Linked DNA regions of Sus scrofa: regions 2, 3 and 4 are each linked to region 1. Evidence: chromatin contacts called from public HiChIP or PLAC-seq data. All regions are on one chromosome and are shown on one strand. The core of a region is the stretch at or near the end of the contact, and the rest is flanking DNA. Distances in the headings are between cores, read along the strand shown. Region 1 holds the start of ROCK2 (rho-associated protein kinase 2). Region 2 holds the start of E2F6 (transcription factor E2F6). Region 3 overlaps ROCK2 (rho-associated protein kinase 2). Region 4 has its middle 38 kb from the start of E2F6.

Evidence for each region. HiChIP or PLAC-seq counts read pairs in DNA pulled down with a chosen protein or histone mark.
Region 2: an H3K27ac HiChIP or PLAC-seq map of skeletal muscle shows a contact between it and region 1. The contact joins the promoter of E2F6 here to the promoter of ROCK2 in region 1. A contact is called at or near these places in 1 of 47 Hi-C or Micro-C datasets (heart right ventricle) and 2 of 2 datasets of contacts at active chromatin or transcription factors (alveolar macrophages and skeletal muscle).
Region 3: an H3K27ac HiChIP or PLAC-seq map of skeletal muscle shows a contact between it and region 1. The contact joins the enhancer-like site here to the promoter of ROCK2 in region 1. A contact is called at or near these places in 18 of 47 Hi-C or Micro-C datasets (adipocytes, alveolar macrophages, brain and 11 more) and 2 of 2 datasets of contacts at active chromatin or transcription factors (alveolar macrophages and skeletal muscle).
Region 4: an H3K27ac HiChIP or PLAC-seq map of skeletal muscle shows a contact between it and region 1. The contact joins the enhancer-like site here to the promoter of ROCK2 in region 1. A contact is called at or near these places in 7 of 47 Hi-C or Micro-C datasets (embryonic fibroblasts, fetal skeletal muscle, fibroblasts and 2 more) and 2 of 2 datasets of contacts at active chromatin or transcription factors (alveolar macrophages and skeletal muscle).

Annotation. Positions count from the first base shown.
Region 1 is chr3:125,350,678-125,357,389 of Sscrofa11.1, forward strand. ROCK2 (rho-associated protein kinase 2) reads left to right here and starts at 2,442. Exons shown (of 34, transcript XM_021087835.1): 1 at 2,442-2,582. The coding sequence starts at 2,442.
Region 2 is chr3:125,244,203-125,250,914 of Sscrofa11.1, forward strand. E2F6 (transcription factor E2F6) reads left to right here and starts at 4,030. Exons shown (of 8, transcript XR_002342859.1): 1 at 4,030-5,445.
Region 3 is chr3:125,433,308-125,440,019 of Sscrofa11.1, forward strand. ROCK2 (rho-associated protein kinase 2) reads left to right here. Exons shown (of 34, transcript XM_021087835.1): 5 at 4,588-4,848. Among named protein-coding and RNA genes, the nearest start is that of PQLC3, 71 kb to the right of the region's middle. Within about 2 kb of position 3,929, at least 14 of the 83 cell types and tissues checked have an H3K27ac peak or open chromatin away from gene starts, as enhancers often do. A contact at or near this core is called in omental adipose tissue, retroperitoneal adipose tissue and skeletal muscle, where this site is marked.
Region 4 is chr3:125,282,404-125,289,115 of Sscrofa11.1, forward strand. No RefSeq gene overlaps it. Among named protein-coding and RNA genes, the nearest start is that of E2F6, 38 kb to the left of the region's middle. Within about 2 kb of position 3,343, at least 12 of the 83 cell types and tissues checked have an H3K27ac peak or open chromatin away from gene starts, as enhancers often do. A contact at or near this core is called in fetal skeletal muscle and skeletal muscle, where this site is marked.

The DNA of each region.
Region 1 (6,712 bases), core at 1,192-3,691:
TAATTTGGAAACAGAACTGCATGGTGTGCTTTGCCTGCTATATGGCCATCGGGAAAAAAGATCTGTAATCATGGATTATCTTGTTATTTTGCTCCAGTGCAGAGGCAGGTGGCATGCCTAGCTCACGCTGTCCTCTTGGTGTGGTCTGCAGAGGTATGAATGAGTCACTCAACATACACTTTTAAAGGACTGCCTTTTGACCAGAAGTCCGTGTTGTTATCTCAGAGGAAAAAGCTGTATTGGCTCCACCGGGGACCTCTTCCTGCCTCATCCAAGAGAGGGTAACTTTAACACAAAACGAAAGATGAGGCTCCCGGAACACTACATTACAATGCTGCTTTTACAAGAATCGGCCCTTAGAAGAGGTTGCCCTTCTGTGGGCTTCTCTCTGACATGCCAGGGAGAAAGGTTCTTAAGCTTTTTCTATGCACTGGATATCGGATTGTAGCTTTTTGCAGTGGCTCATCTGTCTTAGCACAGTTATTCAATTTTTGAAATTCAAAATGTTCCCTTGAGCATCTTTAAGGGAAAAAAAAATCCCATTCACTGAGAAACAACTGTGTTCTCCTCGTGTTCTTACAGCTGCTCGTTTCACATCATTTTAAATAGCAGGTACAAACCGCTTTTTGTAGTCATCATTTTATTTTTATTTAATCTTCTTTCCAATACGTGTCCTTTTCATGTGCTTGCCAGAATTTGACGTGCTTAACTGGAACCCTGCATACCTGCCAGGATTCCTTCTGTTAATGTGACAGAGCTTGTTTGGATTATTCCCCGATTGTTGGACAATTGGGCCCATTCCCAGGTTTTGGTCTTTATGAACATAGTGAATAGCCCTGCTATAAACATCTTTATGCAAGTTCTCCCCCTCCATCCCCCCTCCCCCCCTTTGGATCATTTCCTTAGAAATGTACTTCCTTAAATGGGTTTACTGGGTCAAAGGGGCTCAATGAACAGTTTTATAGCTCTTGGCACATATTTTTCAGATTGCGCCTGGGTGGATTTGACCAATGGCAAGGGCCGCGAGAGGCAGGAATGTGGACGAGCGGCCCCCATGACCGCCCCCCCAAAAGGCAAAGACCTCGAGAAGGTCTGCAGAGGGAAAGCATTTTTCTATCGCCCTCTTGTTCTCTTCCGTAGCTGGTGTTTCAGCCCAGCTCGGAGACGACTGTTACGGACGCGCAGAAAGCTTTCCTGCTGGAGTCGAAGATTTCTGCCCTGGGGGCAGAAGCAGCTCGTCCCGGCTCTCTCGCCCCAGGACTGCAATTCCAAACGTCCGCCCTATTCCGGGGTTTCCGACTCGCACTGCACACCCTTCCAGCCTTTCCACTAAAATCTTCGTGGCCCAGGCAGGCCCCTTGCAAACGCAGAGCTCTGCAGGCGAGGGCAGCGACTGGCGGTCGCTATTATTTTGGCGCGGGTGATGCAAGGGCCGCATAGCTGCGCGCTGAGTCAGCCGGAGCCGGGCGGGGGCGGGGGGCGCGGGCCGGCCCATCCCCCTACTGCAACCCTCCCTCCCCCGCCCCCCCGCGCCGGGTGCCGCCAGGTCGGGACCCGGCGGTCGGGGTGGGCCCCCGTGTCCAGAGGGGTCGTCAGCCCGGGCAGGGTCAGGCGGGGGTGACCCTCGGGGGTGACCCGAGCCCCGGGCGCGCCCTCCCCTCCCCCAACTGGAGCTCGTGGGTCAAGTGAGGCGGTGACCGCGCGCCCGGCCATTTACCCTCTAAGAACTCAAAGCGGGGGAGGAGGAAGCGGGGAAGGAAGGAGGCTCAAAAAGGAGAAATGCGGGGCGAGCGGCCTGGAGGAAACCAAAAAAAAAAAAAAAAAAAAAAACGGAGAGGGGCGAGAGGAGGCGGAGGCCGGCGGGCGGGGGCGGGGGCGGCCGCGCGCGGGGGGCGGGGCGGGGCGCGCGCGGGGCGGGGCGAGCGGGGGCGCGCCGGCGGCCGCGGGCCGAGGGGCTTGTGGGTAGCGGCTGCGCGCGGCCGGAGACGGGCGCCGCGCGGGAGTGTGTGAGGGGCGCGGGCTTGCGGGACCCAGGCAGCCGACGGCGGTCATGGGAGCGGGTTGGCGGCGGCCGTAGTTGTCGGAGCCTGGGGTTCAGCTTCCCGGAGCCCCAGAGGGCGGGGCAGTCCGGGCCCGGCGGTGGCGGCGCCACTTCCCCGCTCCCGCCCTCGGATCCTGAGGGAGCTCGCGGCGGACGAGCGGACCGGGCGGCGCGAATCTGACTGAGGGGCGGGGACGCCGTCTGCTCCTCGCCGCTCCCGGGCCGGCCTCTCGGACAGCCCCAGGCCCCGGGGGCTGAGACCCGCGGCCGGAGCTCGAGGCGGGCGGTGGGCCCGGGCGGAGCCCCGGCCGGAGCCGGCGGGTCGGGGGCGGCGCTAGGCCCCGAGGCGGCCGGGCCGGAGCGCGGGGAACGGGAGTGCGGGCCCGGCGGTGGCGGCGGCATGAGCCGGCCCCCGCCGACGGGGAAAATGCCCGGCGCCCCCGAGGCCGTGTCGGGGGACGGCGCGGGCGCGAGTCGCCAGAGGAAACTGGAGGCGCTGATCCGAGACCCTCGCTCGCCCATCAACGTGGAGAGCTTGCTGGTAGGTGGCCGGCGCCCGGGAGCCCTCCCTGCTGACCGCTCTCCCCGCGGACTCCCCCGTGTGCCCGTCGGTCCGTGGGGGAGGTCTCGCCCCACCCCGCCCAGCTTCCGGCGGCCGGGGCCCGGGTCGGAGAGCGAACACTGCTGCGACCAAGTTCCGGGAGGAGAGACCCACCTTTGATCCTGCCCCTTTAGCTCCTGGAGCCGGTGTCATCCCAGGCTGTGCCTTTCTCGGAGCGCTGGGAGGAAGCACCCTCTTCTCCTTCCCGCCTGCCCTCTGGGTCTGGGGAGGTGGGTGGCAGAGCGCTGCCCCCGACAGCGGACTGGGCGGTTCGAAAGAGGGACGCGCAGGGGAGAAACCCGGTGCTGTCGCTGTGGGGGAGTACCCACCAGGGGTACGCGACAAAGAGGGGAGTCTGAAACCCACAGCTGAGGTTCTTCTGTTTTCACTTGCGTGTGAATATTAACAGTTGCAAATTAGTGCATTCTAATTTCGTTTCGGTAAATTTAATTTCCGAGATTATTGCGCCCGAGCTGAAGAATTGAATTGTAGGGTGGAATCCGTCGGTCCTTTTCATGGTACCTCTTTCTTGAGAGGGCCTTTGAAATCCAAATTAATAGCCGCGGAAAGTGGGCTAGTTGGCTTTGTGTAGGAAAGGAACATGATTTACACGTCAGACCTGCCCTGGAGAATGCGTGTTTATTTCTTGCGTTTGTTACGATCGACTGTTGTATCTCAGCCACACTTCGGTTAGCAGGCAGTGGAGATGCATTTGTGGGGAAAGGGGGTGTGGGTTTTTACCCCGGGGAAGCGAAGAAAGCAAAGGAGATGCTCTGGGTGTGAGATGCACTCCGGACGACCAGAGTTCGGATCGGTGAGCCGTGGATCCTGTGGCTATTCCCCCACCTGAACTCCGGTCCGGTTCTCCTCCCTGATGGGAGAAATCTAGTGATTATACGGCGAGAAAAACTGTGTCTCCTTCCTCCTCCAGTGACTGACTGACTTTTCTTCAGAAGCCGTTGGTTATCCTTTGAGGTTTCTGGAATCATTTGCAGAGTGACTCAGTGCTCTTTGGCCAAAGTGCAAGAACTGCCTAAAGTGTCTTTCTGTACAGTGCACAGAGTGTCGGGATGTATTCTGTTCTCGCCGCCGTGGTTGACACTTCCTTTTACTAATTTCCACAGTAGTGTGTTCTTCGTATGTTTTTATGGGATCGTGACACCCTGAACAGTGTTTAGAAGTCTGCAGTTGGGGGTAGGATTGGTTACATGAAGGGCACAGCTTTTCCTAGGCCAAAGCAGAGACTCTGGGCTTCACTCCCAGCATTTTCGCTTTGGTATTTTGCTAGCAAAACTTTGACCTAAGGCCAGAAAGTTCAGTTAAAAATAGTACAGCAAATCTTAAATATTCATCAGGTTTATGCTCAAATCTCAGAAGTGTTTCACACTTCACTTTCATTTATTGAGTCTTTATTAATGTTAATCATAGTTATTGTGAGCCTGTGCCTAAGTTTATTTATACACGGTAGTGATCATATGTTCTTTTCTTACTGAAATATTTTCTAAGTTATTAAGATGAAGGCTGTTTTTAAAAATGAAGTATTACACATGCTCAGCAGCAGTCTGGTCCATTCATTTATTGAGTGCCTAATACAGCCAAGGCACTTTGCACCTTTATTAAGGTAACATATTACTGGTATGACATCACATGCTGCTTGCTAACTGGGCAGATTTTGTTTTTACCTGATTAACTATTATGATGCTGAGTTGTAGTAAATCTTATCAGGCCAAAAATTGTCCTTTACTCCTAGAGGTTTTGAGGTTGCTGGTTCTTCTGTTGCAAGATGAGGAGGTGAAGATTTTTTAAAAACCACGGTGTAGTAAGTTAGCTTTAAGTCATGTGTATTTCACTGTATGAAGTAAAGTGAATTAATTTTTTGAATTGTGGTAACATACATAACATAAAATTTACCATTTTAACCATTTTCAAGTGTATAATTCAGTGGTATTGGTTGCATTTACATTATTGTGCAACTATCACCACTATCCATCTCCAGGACTTTTTCATCTTTTCAATCAGAAATTCCTTAAAATAATCTTTAAAAGAGTTTATAGAAACACATTTCCCAAAATTTTGATGAAATAATGATGAGGATCACTTTAAAGATTTGAAACCTCACAGTTTAGCCTGCGTGTCACAATTGATCATTGTTTTACTCTGTATGGCATTTCTTTTGGTATATTATAAAAAAATAAATATTTTTTCTTTAACAGAGAAAACTTATTTAACTATAATTTGATGAAAACACAATCATAAATCTTACTTATTCAGCAGTTTAGAAAGTACCATTTAAAAGTGTATATTGCCCAAGATGACAAAAATAAGATGAAGTATACCAGAAGTTACTGCATAGTGGTTATCATAGTAAAGTTACTGTAGGCTAGACCTGGAAGGTAAAACTGTTGGAAAAAATCTTATGTGAGATAACATATAAAATGCTTAGTTCAGTGCTTGGTACATGATAGTGCTCCTTAAATTTGGCTTACTTTTGTGTGCATTTAGTATGTTTTTAGGTAATAGCTTTAAATTTTCTTTGTGGTTTTATTGGCAACTGTTTCTTGCTATGCAGTTTTAAATGAGTAGCATTGTCTTTCGAATGTGTCATTGGAAAAGTGCTAGCAATCATCAAGCGTAGATAGATAGAGCTGGGTTCCAAGATTGTGTCAGCATAGGACTTCCCGTGTGGCTCACAACAAGATTGTGTCAGCATAGAGACTAAATTTAAATTGTCTTTTTTCTCTTCAGAGGCTCATTTTATGGAGGCTTTCTATGGGTCCTTAAAGTTAATCTGAAGAAAATGTATCCCTTTTGTGGTTGTAGATTGTGAGTGCTTGGTATCATTTAAAAATAGAGTTTCCAGAGCGGTTTGTTTCTGTAATACTGTTTTTTGGAGGGAAGGGTCTTAAGTAGATACTTTTGCAGTGATTGAAACTTACGGTTAAATACCCATGTTTTGTTGTCAAAACTAAGCTTTTCATACTGCTTACTAGTATATTATGCTAAAAAGAATTCTCCTTTATTATGCTGGAGAGATGTCTTTCTAAAGGTCTGTGTTTTTGTGTGTTTTTTTTTTTTTTTCTTTCACTTTTTAGGGCGCATCTGTGGTGTATGGAGTTTCCCAGGCTAGGAGTCAGATCAGAGCTACAGCTGCCAGCCTACTCCACAGCCACAATAACTCGGGATCCGAGTCGGGTCTGCCACCTACACCACAGCTCACGGTGACGCCGCATCCTCAGCCCACTAAGCGAGGCCAGGGATCGAACCCACAACCTCATGGATACTAGTTGGATTTGTTTCCACTGTGCCACGATGGGAACTCCCTGTGCTTTTATGTTTTGATTTATTTTTTAAAAGAGTAAGTGGTTATAATAACCTAATGGGATTCAGACTTAAGTAAACTGTTCCTTAAGACTGGTGTTGATGGGGAACAGTGATTAAAATTTCATTTATGATTTTCATTGACTTAGAACACAAAATACTTTGATTCATTTTGTTGAATGTCACAGTGCTCAGACTTTCAGCTTAGTGCTGGTTATTTGCCTATTTAAAATGAAATCATGAGGAGTTGCTGTTGTGGCTCAGTGGGTTACAAACCCAACTAGTATCCATGAAGATGTAGGTTCAATTCCTGACCTCACTCAGTGGGTTAAGGAGCCAGCATTGCCGTGAGCTGTGGTGTAGGTCCCAGTCTTGGCTTGAATCCTCTGTTGCTGGGCCCTATCTGTGTAGGCTGGCAGCTGCAGCTCTGATTTGACCTCTAGCTTGGGAACTTCCATATGCTGCACGTGCAACCCTAAAAAGCAAAATAAAATGAAATAAAATTGTGCATTTTCCTCCCACTGTGTAACAAGTGTGAATGTGATAAAGATACAAAAGTGAAATAGAATAAGAATTGAATAAAAAAAGTTTTATATGTGTTTTTCTTTTGTGAAATAAAGGGTGGGTATTTAGAACATAAATGGTATTATGTTACTTTAAAACTTTCATTTTAATAGTCAGAAAGTCTTTTTTTTTTTTTGTCTTTTTAGGGAACTTTATGGAAGTTCCCAGGCTAGAGGGTCAAATCAGAG
Region 2 (6,712 bases), core at 2,780-5,279, 100 kb before region 1:
AGCCCGCCTCGTCTCCAATTTTTCCTCCCCCTTGGCCCCCTGTCTAGAATCCCTGCCACCATCCCCTTTCTCGAATATACCTTCGACCTTCCCCTTCTATTAGCTTCTTCTCATCAACATTAAGCAAACTTCCATCTCGCCTATCTTTTTTGTGTGTGGGTTCTTTTGTTTGTTTTCTGCTTTTTAGGGCTGCACTCGTGGCATATGGAAGTTCCCAGGCTGGGGGATGAATCGGAGCTGCAGCTGCTGCCTACACCACAGCCACAGCCACGCCAGATTCAAGCTACAACCACAGTAACATGGGATCCAAGCTGTGTCTGCAACCACAGTTCACGACCACACTGGATCCTTCACTCACTGAGCGAGGCCAGGGTTATCTGCAACCTCATGGATACGAGTCAGATTCATTTCTGCTGTGCCACAAGGGGAGCTTCTTAAAAAATAAGGGGAGATGGAGGAGAGGAAGGAAGCAAAGTAGGAAAGAGAATAAAAAACAGAAAAGGAAGGGAGGGAGAGAGGGAAGGAGAGAGGGAGGGAAGGAGGAAGGAAGGAGGAAAGAAAGAGAAAACATCCTTTCTAATATCTATTTAGGTACCCATAGTCTAGATGCACCTCCTCTTTCCTTAGCTACTCCTTTTAATGACCTTTGTTTTGTTTAAAAATGAAAGCAGGGAGTTGCTGTTGGGGCGCAGTGGTTAACAAATCCATCTAGGAACCATGAGGTTGCAGGTTCGATCCCTGGCCTCACTCAGTGGACTAAGGATCCGGCATTGCCACGAGTTGTGGTGTAGGTTGCAGATGCGGCTCAGATCCCATGTTGCTGTGGCTGTGGTGTAGGCTGGCGGCTACAGCTCTGATTAGACCCCTAGCCTGGGAACCTCTATGTGCTGTGGGTGTGGCCCTAGAAAAGACAAAAAAAAAAAAAAAAGAAAGAAAGAAAAAGAAAAGTTAACTTGGCTTCAGTTTAGTTGGGGGATCAGCCCTTGGATGGGGGGAGGGGGCTGGGGATCAGTTTCTGCATCTGAAGTTGGGCTAGACCAGTGCCTTGCCAAGGATGCCCAAATCCTCGGAATTTCTGAGTCTGTCAGGTCTGCAGTGAGGCCAGAAAATAAGCTCCCAGCTGATGGCAATGCTGAGGTCCACAGACCGCACCTAGACTCTTGCCAGGCTGGGTGATGCCCACATTTTCGTACCTTCACCCATGCTATCCCACATGGTATAGTCAGCTGGGTATTAAAATCAAAAGGAAATTGATCTAAAATTCAGTGCCTTGCTGGCCGCACCTCAAGGGCTCATCAGCCGTGTGTGGCTACCATACTGGACATCACAAAAGAGTTCCATTATCACAGAAAGCCCTATTGGACGTGGCCATTTCCTCAGAGACCTCTGGGGAGGAATTTTTACCACAGAAGGAAGGGAAACTATCCTTGATAGGTAAGACCTTTCAGCATCCCTCAGATGCACCTGTGCACTTGGCCAATTTGTTAGCTTCAATTTTTAAGCCCCAAAGCCCACACCCTACTTTGCCCTGGCTCCATTTTGCCCCAGGAAAAACTCCAAAAAAACAGGACTGGAAATGGAAATCTGGAATTTCTCTGCTGGAAACTGTGACTGTGCATCACAGTAGGACACAGTGAACAAAGCAAAGGGTTTGGTAGCTGAAGTCCTGTGTTTGAGCTGCCTGAGGATGAAGCCCTGAGCAGGTCACTTAACCTCTCCGAGCCTCTGTGTCTTTATCCCTAACATGTTCTAGAAATAGCTACATCCCCGGGAGATGTGTGAAAAAGCTCCTGTGATTTATACCACCCTGATATTTTTTTCTTCCTTCTCTGTGCTTCATATTACACATATTTATTTATTTATTTATTTATTTATTTTTTAGGGCTGCACCTATGGCATAAGGAAGTTCCCAGGCTAGGGGTTGAATCAGAGCTGCAGCTGCCGGCCTATACCACAGCCACAGCAATATGGGATCTGAGCCATGCCTTCGACCTACACCACAGCTCACAGCAACACTGGATCCTTAACCCACTGAGCGAGGCCAGGGATCAAACCTGCATCCTCATGGACACTATATCAGGTTCTTACCCCCTGAGCCACAATGGGAGCTGCAATTCACATTTTAACTTAGTACTTAAGCCTTCTGGTTATGTTGGGGGCTACTGGAGCACAAGGTAAAAGATCCCCCCTTCAACTTAGTTCTCTCCCCAGCACCTGCTTTACTGCCAGGCAAGGGCTCAAAAAAATGTGCAAATAATTTTCTCGGGGTAAAGCCAAAGCACATGCACTGTGTCGGGAGGGCTGTGTCATGACCCTGACTCTCCACAGCTGTGCTCGCACTCTGCCTTTAGCCTGCAGTGCCCGCCACCCTTATCCCGACCCACCCACCTTCACTCATCTGACCCCACCTCTGACTCCTTCAAGAATCTTCCCAAGGAGTTCCCGTCATGGCTCAGTGGAAATGAATCTGACTAGCATCCATGAGGACGCAGGTTCGATTCCCAGCCTTGCTCAGTGGGTTAAGGATCCAGTGTTGCTGTGGCTGTGGTGTAGGCCAGCAGCTACAGCTCCAATTTGACCCCTATCCTGGGAACCTCCATGTGCTGTGGAGGTGGCCCTAAGAAGCCAAAAAAAAAACAAAAAAACAAAAAAAAAAACTTCCCAAGGATCTGCATACCAGATAAATCAGCTATAAAGTAAGTCAAATCCTGCCTCCATCACTGCCTAGCCAGGACCTTTGGTAATTTTTGTAATCTTGCTAATCTTCATTTTCTTGTTCTGTAAATGAGTCAGGAAAATACCTCAGTTTTGGATATAAAATGTACATAAGAAAATGTGTGAAGTACATACAACAAACGCTGGATTAATGTCTTATTTACCTTTTTTTTTTTTTTTTTTTTGGCTGTGCCTGTGACATGCAAAAGTTCCCGGGTCAGGGATTGAAGACACAACACAGCCATAACCAGAGCCACAGCAGTGAAAATGCTGGGTCCTTAACCCACTGAGCCATGAGGGAACTCCCTCTTATTTATCTTTGTAATTTTTTTTTTTTTTGCTTTTTAGGGCCACCCCTTCACATATGGAAGTTCCCAGGCTAGGGATTGAATCAGAGCTGCAGCTGCCAGCCCACACCACAGCCACTGCAACATCAGAAACTTAACCCACTGAGTGAAGCCAGGGATTGAACCTGTATCCTCATGGATAGTAGCCACAGTGGGAACTCCCTATCTTTGTAATCTTTTAAACTGAAGTATAGTTGATGAACCATATTATATGTTACAAGTGTGCACTATAGTGATTTATAATTTTGAACATTATATCCTGTTTATGGTTATTATAAAATATTGGTTTTATTCTCTCATGTAGTACAATATATCCTTGTAGCTTATTATTTTTTTTGTTTCTGGCTGCACATGCAGCATCCAGAAGTTCCCAGGCCAGGGACTGAGCCCACACCACAGTTCCAACCCGCAGCACAGTTGCAATAACACCAGATCCTTCACCTACTGCACCACAAGGGAACTTGCGGCTTATTCATTCATAATAGTTTGTACCTCTTCATCCCCTCCCCCATATTGCCCCTCCCCCATCTTTCTCGCCACTGGTAACCACTAGATTGTTCTCTATACATACTGAGTCTACGTTTTTGATTTATTCACTACTTTGTTGTATTTTTTAGATTCCACATATAAGTGATACCATGAAGTACTTGTCTTTCTCTGACTTATTTCACTTAGCAATTGCTCTCCAAGTCCATCCATGTTGCTTCAAATGGTAAAATCTGAACTATGTCTTACTTATTAAAAGTAGCCATTTCTGGGAGTTCCCACTGCGGCACAATAGGATCATTGATGTCTCTGGAGCACTGGGACGAAGGGTTTGATCCCTGGCCGGGCACAATGGGTTAAGGACCTGGTGTTGCTGTAACTGCGGCATAGGTCACAACTGTAGCTGGGATCGGATCCCTGGCCCAGGAATCCCATATGACAAGGGGCAGCAAAAAAGGAAAAAAAAAAAAAAATCCACTTCTGGTCTCCAAAGCTTGCCTTCCCAGGGATTCTGGTTGGTAAAGGTGTTATTTAACCACTCCGGGAAATTCTCCCTTCTGCCACAAAATCCAGTCTTCTAGAGGCTTCCCTAGGTTATCTTTTACTTTAAATCATTCATTTATCTTTTACTTCAAATCATTCCTTGACGGGCCCTTACTGTTTGCCACGAACTGGGCTAGACTCTGGAGACACAAAGATTAAAGAATTCCTCTGACCCCGTCTTCCTCCGGACGCCTTCCCAGCCCACCCAGGCTGCCTAGAAGCCCCTAGTCCAACCATCACCGTTCAGTTGCTGAACTCCACCCTGAACTTGAGCATTTATATCAAACACGGTGCTGTTCCTGGTGCTAAGTAATCTGCATTCATTAAGTCACTTAATTCTCCCCACAACCTTAATCCCACTGAACAGATGAGGAAACAGAAGCACACAGCGATTAGGTAGTTTAGTTAGTCTTATCCGCTAAGCAGCGGGCTCCGGGATCTGAAAGCACACCTTCTGGCCCCAGCTTTAAATGTTCCTTTCTTTGTTTTTTCCACCGGCATCTGAAATCGTGCCAGATCCCAATGACTCTCTCCTGCGCCCACCACAATATCTGGCACCACGGGGAACCAATCATTTATTCCTCAAGTGAAAGGAGGGAAGAAAAGGGAAAGAAAGATGCATACTAGTCAGTCCGTCCACGGCGGTTTGGTTATCAACATTTCCGAAGCCTCAACACTGAGCAAGTGCCTGAGAAGTGCGGAGGGAGCTCAAGATAAACTGAGCGTTCAGCACGTTCAGTTACCAGTGGCCGTAGTGCCAAGAGCTCCGAGGAGACCCTTGCGTCGACCTGGCGGCCTCTTTTCTCTCGCCCCGTCCCCTTCGCCGGGAATTCCTGCTCCACGTCTTCCGTCCGCTCCCTTCGCCGTCCCCTCCGGGAGCTCCGCCCTCCGGGCTTTCCCGCGCTCCGGCCTCCGGGAGCCGAGGGGCGCGTGGGAGCGCGCCGGGCGCCGCGGGCATGCGCACTGGGGGCGGCGCACTGCGCATGCGGGAAGATGGCGGGCCGGGCGTCCTGAGCCCCGCGGGTCATCCTGCTCTCTTCCCGCCCGCGTCCCAAGTCCCGAGGTCGTGGGGCAGCGGCGCGTCCGTCCGCGGGCCGGCCTAGGCAGGCGGCGCCTCGGAGCAGGCCAGGGACCCGGCGGGTGCAGGCTCCCGGGACCCGGCGTCTTGGGGGCGGCGCCCGAGTGGAGCGGGAGAAGGCGGGAGAGCTCGCAGGGTGCGAGGGCGAGGGGCGGCCGGCCGGGCAGCATGAGTCAGCAGCGGCCGGCGCGCAAGCTGCCCAGCCTGCTCGTGGACCCGGCGGAGGAGACGGTGCGCCGCCGCTGCCGAGACCCCATCAACGTGGAGGGCCTGCTGGTAAGTCCCGGGAAAGGCGGGGGTCCCAGCGGCGGGGTGGGAGGTCCCCAAGCCGGCGGCGAGGCCAGACTGGCCGTCGTCTCGGGGGTGCGCTGCCCGGGGCTGGCCCGGGGCTGCTCCTCCGTCTCCTGGCGCGTACTGCCTATCACGTCTTGTGAACCGACCGGTCTCTCACTTCAACTCTCGCCTTCTTTGCATCTGCTGGCAGATATGTTGTCAGCCTCCTTGGCTTTTGCAAAGTCGGCTACAGAGCAGCGTTGGAGAAAATCGCTCAACTTCGCCTAAGATGATCATGCTTTTCGGTTTCCTCCGGACTCTCAGTGGATCTCTGCAAGTTCTCTCGCTTGTGTTCTTCCTTGCAGTTCTTCCTCCTACTTAAGTGCAGCCATTTAAAACTGTCCACACCTTGCATTTCCCACCGCCCGGCTCCCCAGTCAGCAAGTTATTTTTCCCTCCTGTTTGACAGAGGAAGTGGAAGGGACATGGAACTCCCTGAAGAAGGTCAATTTCCTCTATTGCTCCGGACTAGATGCAATATATTCTCCTTGATTCTCAGAGCCCTTGAAGCAGCCACCATTTTTCATTGCCCCCCCCCCCGCGCGCCCCCATCTTCAACATCTCTGCTGATTTCTTCCTTTTACCAGGAACTAAGCATTTCCCCAAGTCAGTTTGCCCAGAGACTGGGGAGGATTCGGTGCTCAAAAATAGTTCATGAGCATCATCTCATTTAATTCCAGGCAGCAGTCCTCAGGGATTATTCTCGTTTTACAGTTGCCCGAATAGACTTGGAGATGTTAGGTGACTTGCCTGTGGTTAGACAGTAAATACGGAGACCTGGATTTGACCTCATAGGGTCTGACTCTGGATGGTAAATTCTCCACTCCTCAAACCGCATGCCAAGTTCATTTCTGGCTTGAAAGATCCCTCGCTTGGTTCCTTGTGCCCTTCCATCTACTGCATCTCTTCCCCTGCACAGCCAAACTTTTTGAAAAAGTTGTTCACACTGCTGGGTCTGCTGGCTCACCTGTCATTAACCTTGACCTGCTGCTGGGACTTATCCCCTCCGCACAGCACAGCTCTGAGACTGTTCTAACCCAGGTTGCCAACAACCTTGTCACTTGCAGTGGATGTGTGTGTCCGTATCTTTTGTAGTTTTGACACGATTGGCCACTCCTGTGGGGAATTCTCGCCATCGAGTGGCTCCTTGGACACGTAATCTCTGCGCGCCGTCTGATCAGTTGGCCTCTCCTGTTCTCCTTTGCAGACT
Region 3 (6,712 bases), core at 2,679-5,178, 84 kb after region 1:
CATACTAGAAACAATGGTTAGCTTATCTTAAAAAGGGGGCAAATTCTACATTAAAAGTTTTGAAAATTCTTCTGCAGTCCTTTATATATTACCAACAATGTAAGGCAGTGTTGGGATTCCTAATTTAGCCTCTTGGATTTGATTGTAAAGTAAGGAATTTATGGTTCTGTTTTGCTTCCTTTTCAATTATATTCCTCACTAGCTTTGCTTCTTTAAAGTATTTTTTGTACCAAGAGCTAATAATGCAAACATTTTGATCTAATGTCATGAGTAATATTAGGTATATACCAAAGCATATTTAGAATGCTAAATGATCCTGAGTTTGATGCCATGTTTGTGGAAGGTGATTTGGAGGTAAAAGTTTTGCCACATTGATGATTATGTCATTTAAAAACTTATTACTCTGCTTTTTTTATGATGTTGAACCTCAACCCTTCCCCTCCTCACTTTATTTTTTTTAAGTGTAGCTTGTGAATAGGAATTCTGATATGTTCCGTTAACACTAATATTTCTGTAGCAAACTATATATCATGATAATTTACTTGATTAAGAACTGATGGTAGCAAAGTAAGGTATTAGTCCACTTTTAGCTTTATAGTGCCTTTGCAGTTTCAGATTCATTGCCAGTTCTAGTTTATCATTTTGTTTGCTGATGTCTTTGATCCCTAATTCTGGAGAGAGGACCGTTATAAAAGTGTATATTGAGATAGAGAGTTAATGGGCTGTGAAAGCAAATCAGTAGTGAAACATGGCGCGCTTGAAAAAGTAGTAGATTAGAATCCTAATTTTCATTTGTTTACCTCTAGTAAAGGATAATGGTTTATGGTACCATGTACCATTGTATTATTAATATGTATGAAATGTGTAACTTTTTGGAAAAACGTCAAAATAACTGACTTATTTCTGTTTATTTTGTTCAGCGATTTTCAGTATATTCATAGAGTTGTGCATTCATCACTACTACCCAATTATAGAACATTTTTCACAAAAAGAAACCCTGAAGAGATTAGCAGTTATTCTCTAAACTTCCCTGCTCAGTGGCAACCACTAATCTGCTTTCTGTGTCTGTGGATTTCCTTATTCTGGACATTTCATAAAAATGGGACCATAAAATATGTGGTCTTTTGTGGCATCTTTACTTAGCATGACATTTTCAATACTCATTCATGTTATACAGTATATCAGTACTTCATTCCTTTTTATGACTGAATAATTTATTGTATGGATATACCACGTTTTATTTCTTTATCAGTTAATGGACACTTGGGTTGTTTCTACTTTTTGGCTATTATGAATAATGTTGCTGCAAGTTTTGTTTCATGTGGATTTTGGCACATATGCGCACACATTCCTGTTAGGGATCTACCTTGCAGTGAAAAAAGTGGGTCATAGGATATACCTATAATCAATTTCAGTAGATTATTTCAAACAATATTCTAAATCTCAGTCGTTGTTTCTTTTTTTTTTTTTTTTTTTTGTCTTTTTAGGGCCACACCCATAGCATATGGAGGTTCCCTGGCTAGGGGTCTAATTGGAGCTATAGCTGCCAGTCTACACCAGAGCTACAGCAATGCCAGATCCGAGCCACGTCTGTGACCTACACCACAGCTCACGGCAATGCCGGATCCTTAACCAGGGATCAAACCCGCAACCTCATGGTTCCTAGTTGGATTTGTTTCCGCTGAGCCATGATGGGAATTCCTCAGTCCTTGTTTCTTAATGGCTGTTTAATATTTAATTGTATGAAGGCCTGCATAATTTGTTACTGTATTCTTTTTGAAAGTAGCTCTTTTCATTTTCTTATATAAATTATGGTGCAGTATAAATTTTTGACCCATCTGTATTTTTAAGAGAATATTCTTAGTGTGATTTGAATTCAGTAGATGAATATTGGTACTTTTTTTTTTTTTTTTTTTTTTTTGCTTTTTAGGGTCACACCTGCAGCATATGGAAGTTCCCAGGCTAGGGGTCAAATTGGAGCTGCAGCTGCCAGCCCCAGCCCCAGCCCCAGCCCCAGCCCCAGCAACAGGGGAACCGAACCTCCTCTGTGACTCGCACCACAGCTCACAGCAATGCTGGATCCTTAACTCACTGAGTGAGATCAGCGGTTGAACCTGTATCCTCATGGATACTAGTTGGGATCGTAATAACCCTCTGAGTCGCAATGGGAACTTCCGTTGTATTTTTGATATTATAAATCTTTGCCTAATCCAAGATCGTAAAGATTTTTCTTCTTTGTTTTTTCATAATATTTTAATAGTTTTGACTCATAAATTTAGTTCTGTGATCTATTTTAAGTTTTGAGTATGATGTGAAGTAAGCGTCTAAAAATGTTTTTTTTCTCTGTGAATATCTAATTGTTCAAACACCATTTGTTGAAAAGATTTCTTTCCCCACTAAATTGCTCTGGCACCTTCGTAAAAGAAAAAAAAAATCTATTGACATATAAATATAAGGGTTAATTACAGGCTGTCAGTTCTGTTCCATTGCTCTGTATGTCTGTTCTTGTACTGTACCAGTACTGTGCGGGTGACAGTTTTGTATTGAGTTTCGAAATTGGGAAATAGAAGTCCTTCTGCTTTGTTGTATTTCAAGATAGTTTTGGGTCTTCTAGGTTAATTTTATTTCCATATACATTTTATTATCAGTTTTTTGATTTCTGGAAAATACTTGCTAGAATTTAGAGTTTGCATTGATCCTGTTGATCAGTTTGGAGAGAATTGCCGTCTTTATAGTAATAGCGTCTCTCTCTCTCACGAACACACACACTTTCTCAATTTGGTAACCAGCCTCTTAATACCTTTTTAGGTATCCCTTCCTGCCCTACCTCTCATCACCTTGCATTTTAAAATTATTCTGATTTTGGCTTGTGTCTCTCAATTTTTGTATCAGTAATCATACTTAATAAGTTTTTCTAGAGTCTTTATTTGCCCCTTTTTCTGTGTCTCACATGATCCTCTTATTTGGACTTACTCATTCTGTCAAACTGTGTTCTTAAACAGTTCTTTCAGAAGTGGTTTGTTATCAGATTTCTAAGAATATGCATGATGTAATACATAATTATTTTGCCGTCTCATTGGTTTTTTAAAACTGCCATATTCTAGGATCAAAATCATTTCTCTCATAATTTTGAAGATACAGCTCTGGTTTTTTTTTTTTTTTTTTTTTTTGTATTCTGTGTTAGCTGAGATGTTTGTTGACTACATGATATGTGTTTTTGTACGTAGGGTACCTATTGTCTTTGGCAACTTAGGATTTTTCTGCCAGATTTCTGAGAGTTAAGCATTGGCTGTCTTAGTTTCCCTATGTTTCATTTGAGGTCCTTTCAGTCTTAGATTTTTTTACTTTATTCATTTCTAGAAATTTTTTGTTTGCTGTTTCTTACTTTCGTTTTCTTCTGGTCTGTGTTTTCTCTCCCAGAATGCTTTTAGATAGATTTGGAGCTTTGCTAACTTTGCTCTTTTTCACCTCTGAATCCTTCAGTGTGTCAGAGAAAGTTAAATTTTGCTCAATTTTCCAACTGTATAATTTGTTTTTCTCTTATCATCAGTTGTATATTGAATTCCAAAGCTCTAGATTTTTCCGTATCAGCCTGTTGTTTAATTGATATGACTTGTGACTTTTTTATGACTTTATGGGAATTTTAATTTTTATATTTGTAAGCTGTTCTTAGTTTGTCCTACTTAAGTTTTGCCTCTGTTTCATGATACTGATTTTTCTTAAATGTTGATTCCTGGTTTTGTTCTTTTTCCTATTCATTTGTGGAAATATTTTCTATTTGCATTGTTTGCTTTTAGGAGGGGTGGGACATGTTGTTGGGTGGGAGGTAGAGTTATCTTTCCTTCTGAATTTGTGGTTTCTGTCATCTCTCCAGGGGGTTAGTAGCAGCCTAGCTTGGTATCCTATTTCTCTGGCCCCAATGCCACGGCTTTAGTCTGAGTACAGGTAACACTACCACTTGCTGTTTGTTATGAACAAGGTGATGGGGAAGGGAAGAGAGGAGAGGGCCTGTTCCGAATGTGGCTGAAAGTTACTCTTCCCGCTGGAGTGGGTCTTACTCCCTCTTCTGGGGTCTCTCAGATCTGGCATCTTAACCCTTAACCTCCTCAGCTTTCTCCTCTGTGCTCCTACCTCCTCAGCGCTCTTCATGAGTTATGTCCAGTAATTTGTTTTCAGAAAGTTGGACTTTTCTTATTATGGATTCTTTTGTCATTCTTTCACCTTTTATGTTCCTCATTTGTATTCTGGTTCTCTTTTTAAAATATCTCTATTTAGATTCCTGTATTCTCCAAGAGGGAAAATGATCATTTATGCATATTTTGATAGTAAACATGAAGAAACTACCCATACAAGAGTTTTATCAGACAACTGTTTTTCCGTAAAAGATGTCCAAATCTAAAAATCAAAAATTTCGTGACATTCGACTTTGTTTTGATTGTACAATAATTTGTCTTTTGCAGTGATAATAATAGTTTTGGGGTTTTGTTCTGTTAATGGTTTTAACTATCCTCCCTCCCCTCTTCCTCCCTCCCTTCCTCCTGTCTTCCCTCCTTCCAAAAAACTTTTTTCCCTTGTTTTGTTTTCCAGCTTTTTTGTGCCTTTCAAGATGATAAGTATCTATACATGGTAATGGAGTACATGCCTGGTGGAGACCTTGTGAACCTCATGAGTAACTACGATGTACCTGAAAAATGGGCCAAGTTTTATACTGCCGAAGTTGTTCTTGCTTTGGATGCCATACACTCCATGGGTTTAATTCACAGAGATGTGAAGCCTGACAACATGCTTTTGGATAAACATGGACATCTAAAATTAGCAGATTTTGGCACATGTATGAAGATGGATGAAGTAAGTAACAAGCAAGTTAAAAAAAGTGCTAGTTTTTGGAGAGATAAAAATAAAAGAACACTTCAAATCTGAACTTACAGTTTCAAACAAAGATAAATTTAGTTTTGCTAACTGTGTGATGACTCACACAGGATAGTCAAATCAGAACATGTCCTTTACTCATCATTCATCTAGCTATAGAATTCTTTATTTGTAGACGTGGTCAATCAAGAGAAATTAGAAATCAGATAACTGGTTATCAGATACTTATTGTTCTCATAGAATCCCGACAGACCTTTGCTGCCAGTCAAAACTGATTCATGTTTATAGTGGTCGAGGTGGAGAAGTAGGACATAGCATGTAAATGAAGGTACATGGACATTTCTATCACCATTATTGTTTCTGTATTTTTCCTGTAAAAAAAGAGGTAAGGTAGAAATTTACCAACTCCTACCAACCCCATCTGTTTATTCACCCACATAGAATACATTTGGAGGCATCATCTGTTGCTATGCTTTACCTATTGAGAAATTCATATTATGATTAATAGATTCAGTAACATAAACCTCGTAGCTAACTCTGATGTTGATTTTTGTTGCAAAATTTATATCTCTTATCTTTTTCTCTGTAAGTGTGCAATGATTCCTGGCAGTAATTCCTGTTAGGGAGAGATCATGTTTTATTTCCTATGTATTTTTGTTAATTACGTTGTCAAGGTTCTATTTTTGATTAAGCTGATTTCTTTTTCTCTTTTCTTCTTAAGTTATTTATGCCACCTGTGTGATTTTCACTTTCATTGCTGGTCCTACCACCATCAGTGATCCATATTCTTCCAAACTCGGCTCAGATTTTTACTTCATGTAGAACGTTTTCCCTGATAAACCCAACCTGACTGATCGCTCGCTCTCCTGTCATAACATCCATAATGTTACTTAGAATTTGTGCCGCACTTGACAGGCGACGTCCATCTGTGTAGGTTTGTAGGGCCTGTCTCCCCACCTGAACTTAATATCCCTTTGGTCTTCCTCACAGAGTATTGCTGTGCTTTATTCTGCGCACAGTAATCATTGTTTAGTAGATGAGCAGTATTTGATTGTACTCAAAGCTCCCTCTTGTGGTGTTTATCATAATATAGTATGAAGTGGTTGACAGTGAAAATTATCTTTAATAAAAATAAAGTTTGAAATAATTTTCTAATAAAATGCTAAACTTTTTTTATGTCTGTTAAATATAATGACTGATGTTTATGTGCTGCACTTCCGTGAGTGTATTCTGATTTTCGTTAAACCAAAAACCTTTGAGAGGGTGCAGAGAAATCACACATGTTTTTAGGATGGATAGAGTGTGAGAGTAGAGGAACAGGACGGAATATGGTGTTTATAAAAATAATTTTACAAGCATATAAGTGAATATTAAATTCAGCTATTTAAATATCTTATTTTTTTATTTTTTATTTATTTATTTTTTTAATCTTTTTCTAGGGCCACACCTGCGGCATATGGAGATTCCCAGGCTAGGGGGTCTAATCAGAGGTGTAACTGCCAAGCCTCTGCCAGAGCCACAGCAACGTGAGATCTGAGCTGCGTCTTCGACCTACACCAGAGCTCACGGCAACACCAGATCCTTAACCCACTGAGCGAGGCCAGGGATCAAATCCGCAACCTCATGGTTCCCAGTCGGATTCTTTTCTGCTGCACCACGACGGGAACTCCAGCTGCTTATTTAATCCAGATAGTGATTCCACAGATCTCACTGATAATCATCTTTCAGTGTGCTACCCAACTGTGTCTTTGTTTGAATAGAAATCCTTAATTTTTGTGTAGTCAAATATATATATTTTTTAATATTGAACCTTTAAAAATGTTGCTTTACCCCAAACCTCCGT
Region 4 (6,712 bases), core at 2,093-4,592, 67 kb before region 1:
GGGCCAATTAGTGTTTATGTGAGAAGAAGCAAGTTGAGGGCTCCAGGCCCAGGGGGTCTCAAATGAAAACCTTTCTCTGACACTTTGACCAAGGTAAATACAAAGCAATTCAACATGATTATTAAAAAATCCATTTTTACACTTGTGGTATGGCTTTATTCTAAGAGCCATGTATGGTTGTAGCAAAAAAATTGGAAAATACAGATGTGCACAGAATCATCCGTTATTTCAGAAGTTCCTGCCCCGTCACAGCAGGTTAAGGATCTGGCATTGTCACAGCTGTGGCACAGGCCAAAATTGGGAGCAGGTTTGCTCTCTGGCTGGGAACTTCCACATGCTCTGGGTGTGGCCAAAAAAAAAAAAAAAAGAATCATCCATATTTCTTCCTAGTTTTATTTCTATCCATCTTTACACATAGAGTTTTGAAACATCCAAAATAACATTTTGGATCAGAACAATGAACTTTCAAACTCATAAGTTTCAAAATAGGAGTTCCCGCTGTGTGGCTCAGCGGTTAGTGAACCCGACTAGCATCCATGAGGACGCAGGTTCGATGCCTGGCCTCGCTCAGTGGGTTAAGGATCTGTCATTGCTGTGAGCTATGGTGTAGGTCAGAGACACGGCTCAGATCTGGCGTTGCTGTGGCTGTGACATAGGCCAGCAGCTACAGCTCGGATTCACCCCTAGCCTGGGAACTTCCATATGCCCTAAAAAAAAAAAAAAGATTAGAAACAAACAAACAAAAAAGTACTTCCTTGGAATTCCCTGGCGGCTCAGCGGGTTAAGGATCCCATGTCGTCACTGCTGTGGCGCAAGTTCAATCCCTGGCCCTGGGGAACGTCCGTATGCCTTGGGCTTGGCCAAAAACAAACAAACAAACAAACAAAAACCATCTGAAATACTCTCCTCAATAGCAGGATTTGCACCTGGATTGTACCCAAGCCCAAGCAGGGGATAAAGGCAGATGAGTCCAGCACGAACTACCAAACTACTGGGAGGAGAAAAACCAGCCCTGGGAAACGGGTTCATGCTGACATTCACAGAGTTTGGGAATCCATGGATTGAACTGATTCCCCATTTTGTGAGCTGTTTTTCCATTTGGCTAGTTCTGAACCTCTGGTGAATTTAGATGGTCATGTTAGGATGAATTAAAATGTGTTCAGGGTGGAAAAAATCAGAACTATTGACGTGTCGCTTGGCTACAAGCCTTTCAACATTTGTTTCCGCTTAACATATGGTAACTTATTCAGTCAGAAAACATCGTGACACTGACTCGCTTTTGATAACAAGGCAATGAATGCCTTGCTCTGTGCTCATCAGCTTTCAAAGCAGCTGAACATCGTGTCCAGTACTTTGCAAAATTCTTGCAGATTCTCTAATGACAGCTTCGGTAGAAATGTCATCGCATCACAAGCCGACTCACTTGTCTGCAGACAGGCTCTCATGTCGTATTTCACTCTGAGAATATATTTACAACCCTCTCAAAGAATCATTCTTCGTGCAGGATTTCATTTGGTGCCAAAGGACAATTGGGTGGCAGGTAAACGTTGTGTCTTGTTTGGGCAGTGAATTGTAGCAATTTCAGCTGCCCCTAGATCTGTTGTGTTTTTATGAATCGTTTTACATTTTATGACCGCTGTGATTATTCTCTATTCATAACAATGACTGCTTTTGTTGAGCACGTGCCAGTCTTTGGAGTAAGAGATATAAATAGCTTAATCTTCATATTACCTTGTCGGATAGGTATCCTGACCCTCCTTTTAGAAATGAGAGAGCTGGGTCTTGAGAGGCTAAATGACAGTCCTGCCCAGGGCTGCACGGCTAACAAGTCTGAGAGCCAGGATGGGTGATTCACGGTTCCACATTTGCTTCAGAGAGACAGAGGTGACCCCTTGGTTGGCTCTATGTTTTAAGGTTCTAGAATTCTTCGCGCTTATGCTATTGCCATGGGAAAATGTCTTAATGTTTGGACGACGCTTTAGAAGTTGGGGAAATATTAAGTATCAAATTGTGAAAACTGGAGTTCCCTTCGTGGCTCTGCGCTTAACAAACCTGACTAGGATCCACAAGGATGCGGGTTCGATCCCTGGCCTTGCTCAGTGGGTTAAGGATCTGGTGTTGCCGTGAGCTGTGGTAGGTGGAAGACGGGATTCAGATCCTATGTGGCTGTGGCTGTGGTGTAGGCGGGTGGCTACAGCTCCAGTTCGACCCCTAGCCTGGGAACCTCCATATGCCATGGGTGAGGCCCTAAAAAGACAAAAAAAAAAATTGTGAAAACCATACTACTACCTGGTCCCATTTCTTCTACCACTGATCAGTTCTCTCTTCCCTTGACTGGTACACATGGGCACAAAGACACAGGGCACGGATATCAGGTGAAAAGTGAAAAGAAGCAAATCTGACGAAAGCGGTAGTGCCGGTTTTTGAGCTGGGTGTTGCAATTCATGGCTAAGTCTATTTTAGCTGGGCTGTAAACCCCTGGAACTTTCATTAGAAGTTTGAGCTATAGGTCTCATATAAATAGATATACATATATATGTACAATGAAACATACAGATGTGTACATGTATGATATATACAAATAAAACACACATGTAAATATATGTATTCTGAAGTAGCTGTTTAGATCTTGATTTTGGAAATCTGGGACATTTATTTTTATATTCAATTAGGGAACTCGATTTGTGCTCTTTTCAGATTCGCCTAAACTCATCCATCAGAGGCAATTTAAAAAGGTATTAATCCTTTGAAATATGACACTTTTACTTATTAATGCTTCACACTGTATTAACATTCCAACATCTTATCAAAATATGCCACACAGGATATTTTTTTAGAGTTAAGGAAATTGGGGCAAAGGGCAACTAAGGGCAGAAAAAATAAACTGGAACTAGGGGAGAGGTTAGTACACAGCATGCATGCTGTACAGTGTGTGTCATTCGTGGCATGTCATTTTAAAAATAAAACAGCACAGCCCACTTTTCTAAAAAATGTGTCTCCTTGATCAGGAGTCTCCATCTATTTTATTTTTTTCAGCAGTGGACCTTCTTGTCCTTCTTTCTGCTCTGTTCTTTCTGCCCTGCCTTAGGAAATAGCCCACTTGATTTTTGTCCCTTTTTTTTTTCTTTTTGGGTAGTAGGCGATCTTCCACAGAAATCGAGACAATGAAAAATCACTTGAGCTTTTTCCAACAAGTGATGACGAGGAGCATTTGAGGATTCGTTTGCCAAGTTCGTTGGAACTTCTTATGCGGGCAAAGCTCATGTTTCCACTTTGGGACTCAGAGCAAAGCCATCAGCTGGGTGGCATTCTCATAACCGTTTGACGTCAGCGCCGAGACCGCGGTATCTTTAGCTGCTCGCTGTGCAGGGTGACGCCAGCTGCAGGAGGCGTCCCCATGGAAAACAGCTCACTTGGCATATGTTTATGAAGCTACCATTTGGCAGTGGTATCAAGACCTTTCTTCTAGAAATTGCTATTCCCAGTACCCAGAGGGGACAGATCTGCAAGGGAATTTAATTTTTCCGACTCTCCCTTTTCCATGAAGATGATGGAATCTATCCTATGTAAAACCATTACTTGCAATGTGAAAACCTGGACAGCATTCCCTCTTTTTTTTTTTTTTTTTTTTGCTTTCTTCGGCTGCACCTGTGGCCGACGGACGTTCCCAGGCCAGGGGTTGAATGGGAACTGCAGCCACAGCAACACCAGATCCAAGCCATGTCTGCGAGCTCCACCCCAGCTCACGGCAACACCAGATCCTTAACCCACTGAGCGAGGCCAGGGATCGAACCCACATCCTCACGGATCCTAGTCGGGTTCATCATCCGCTGAGCCATGAAAGGAACGCCCTAGACAGCATTCTTTACATCAGTATTTTAAGGAGATGAGTTGAATCGGATAAGGTGAAAGGTAAACACCTCTGTCTAGAACTGCAAACCATTTTAGATAAAATGTGAAGTGCGCCTTATTTTCACTTAGTGCTATTTTATCTATGAAAAGAAATAATCAAATACACTAGACAGAATTGTGAGGGCACAAATGAATGCATTCGCCCACATGTCCAATCTTATACTAGCAGCAGCTGCTCCTGAGACAGTATACTGGTCATGCATTGCCACCATAATGATGTGTGACAATTTCCCGACCCACCCACCCCCAGACTCAGTGACTTAAAATGCTAATACTTTATCCTCAGAGTTCTCGTTGTGGCACAGCAGAAACAAATCCGACTAGCAACCATGAAGTTGCAGGCCTCCATCAGTGGCTTAAGGATCTGGTGTTGCCGTGAGATGGTGTAGGTCACAGACAAGGCTCGGATCTGGCGTGGCTGTGGCTGTGGTGTAGGCTGGCAGTTCTGATTCAACCCTAGCCTGGGAACCTCCATGTGCCTTGGGTTTGGTCCTAAAAAGCAAAAAAAAAAAAAACAAAAAAAAAGTATCCTCAAGTTCTCAGGTGCGTGAATTGGACAGTGTCGTTTAGGGACGAGGCTGGAGGGATGGTGGTGGCTGCCTGGTGCAGGTGGAAACATGTGATGCCCCTTAAAGTCTAGGCTCAGGACTGGTGCACTGTCATTTCTGCCCAAATCTATTGGCCGAAGCTGGTCACATGGCCAACCAAGCTCAACATTGATGGGGCAGGAAAATATATTTCTCCCACAGGGATGGAGGGAAAGGGAGTGAATATTTGTTGGGACAATTGTAAGAAGAACCACAGAGTCATTTGAACAAGCAGAGTTTAATACGAACAACTAGTAACTATAACAAGAGATTGGAATAACAAAGGATTGGCTAAAAAGAACAAAACTCGACGGAATAGAGGCAGAGCAGGGAGAAAGAGCAGTCATTACCCCTAAGACCCTCCGAGGCGGAGACCAAGGTCCAGATCCCACCCACCCCCAGGGCTGAGATCCCGACCACAGTGGGGAGACGGGCTGGCTCACTGCTGTCCACTGGCTAGCACGGAAGTCACTGCGGTGCCGTGGGACTTGCTGGAAATCTGCCCTCTGAAACTTGCGAGAAATCACCCTCTCTCTTTGTTACAGGGGAAAACGTCATAGAAGGTGTCTCACTAGAGGCTCTCTGTGACAAAACTGCCCACAGGGGGCTGCCAGGGGAAACAGCTGGCCACTGAGGACCACTGTGCCCTGGAGAAGCCCGACTTGGGGCAAGCTGCACGTGCTGCAGGAGTCTGCCCTGCAAGCACCCCAGATTGAGAAAGCAAAACCTTTTTCCCTCCTGAAGTGTCTTTCTAGCACCCTCAACTGACAAAGCTTAATATTGTGCCAGCTGGCAATCTTTGAAGGGCCCAGATGGGTTTTCACAGAGCAGGCAACAAGGATGACTTTCTGGCTCATTCTCTGAACCAAACTACTTGTTCTGCTAGACCTATGAGTCTCAAAGTGCCCTGCTCTGTTATACACAGACCGTCCAAGAGGCTTGTTACAATGCAGATTCCTGGGCTCCAAACAGAACTGACAAACTGAATTAGGAAAGGAGAGAGGAAAAAAAAAATTTTTTTTTTTTTTTGGCCTCACCTGCAGAAGTTCCCAAGCCAGGGATTATACCCGAGCCACAGCAGCGACAATGCCAAATCCTTAACCACTAGGCCACCAGGGAACTCCTGGAATCTGTACTGGAAACTTCTCCCCCAGCTAGCTTTGTATACTACCGTTTAAGATCCAGGAGCTCCGTGAGGATGGAGATATTTTTGATTCACTGTTGTTTGCTTGGCTCTTAGTTCAGTGTCTGCTGCTTCTCAGGTGTTGCTTTAGACAGGCTGGTTCCTGCGTTGGTTGGTTGGCTGGTGGAGAGAATCGATTCAAACTCTACCAGCAGTAACTGGCCATAAGCCACACCCCAGCCACGTGTTAATGACATTTGGTTGATAAGTATGTTCCTTCGCTATTTCTGGTGAAACCCAGAGGTGGCATAGCCTCATAGAATGGCAGATAGCATTTTCCAAACGTGGTGGCAATGATTCTTCCACCCTACAGGGTCTCCCGTAATGTGACCTTGCCACCCCTCCACCCAGAGGCCAGGTCTGTGTTCCCTGCCCTTGAATCTAAGCAGGCTTGTGACTTGCTTGTAACCAATAGAATGTGAAAAAGGGGTGACGCATGACCTCTGAGGCCGATTTAAATAAGCAATGCAGCTGCTCCCTTGCTGTCCAGGTCACTTGCTTCTGGACCCGAGGCTCCAGGTAAGAAGGCTCCACGTGGTGAGGAAGCCCAGGCCACCTGAAAGGCCACCTGTGGGTTCTCCAGTCAACAGTCCCAGCTGAGGTCCCACCCAACAGCCAGATCACCCACCTGACGTGTCAGCGTCCTGCCTGCAATTGCTGAGTCCCCTCCAGCCGTTACACCTCCCCCCGGCATCGTGAGGCTCCAGGGCCATCCCACCGCCTTGTCGAAACACCCGCCCACAGAATCCCTGAGAGTAGGAAAAGGCTTTTTCAATCTTATTTGAGGAGTAATTTGTCATACAGCAACCATAACTGCCACACACTGTAAAGCTCTTCTGGGAGCTCCCTGGTGGCTCCGCAGATTAAGGATCTGGCATTGTCGATGCTGTGGTGCGGGTTCGATCCCTGGCCCTGGAACTTCCGCATGCTGCGGGCAAGGCCACAAACATTTTTTTTAAATGAATAAAGCTTTTCTGGATTAGAATCACCTGACCACCTCGTGCTACAACTCCTATGCACTGAAATGCAT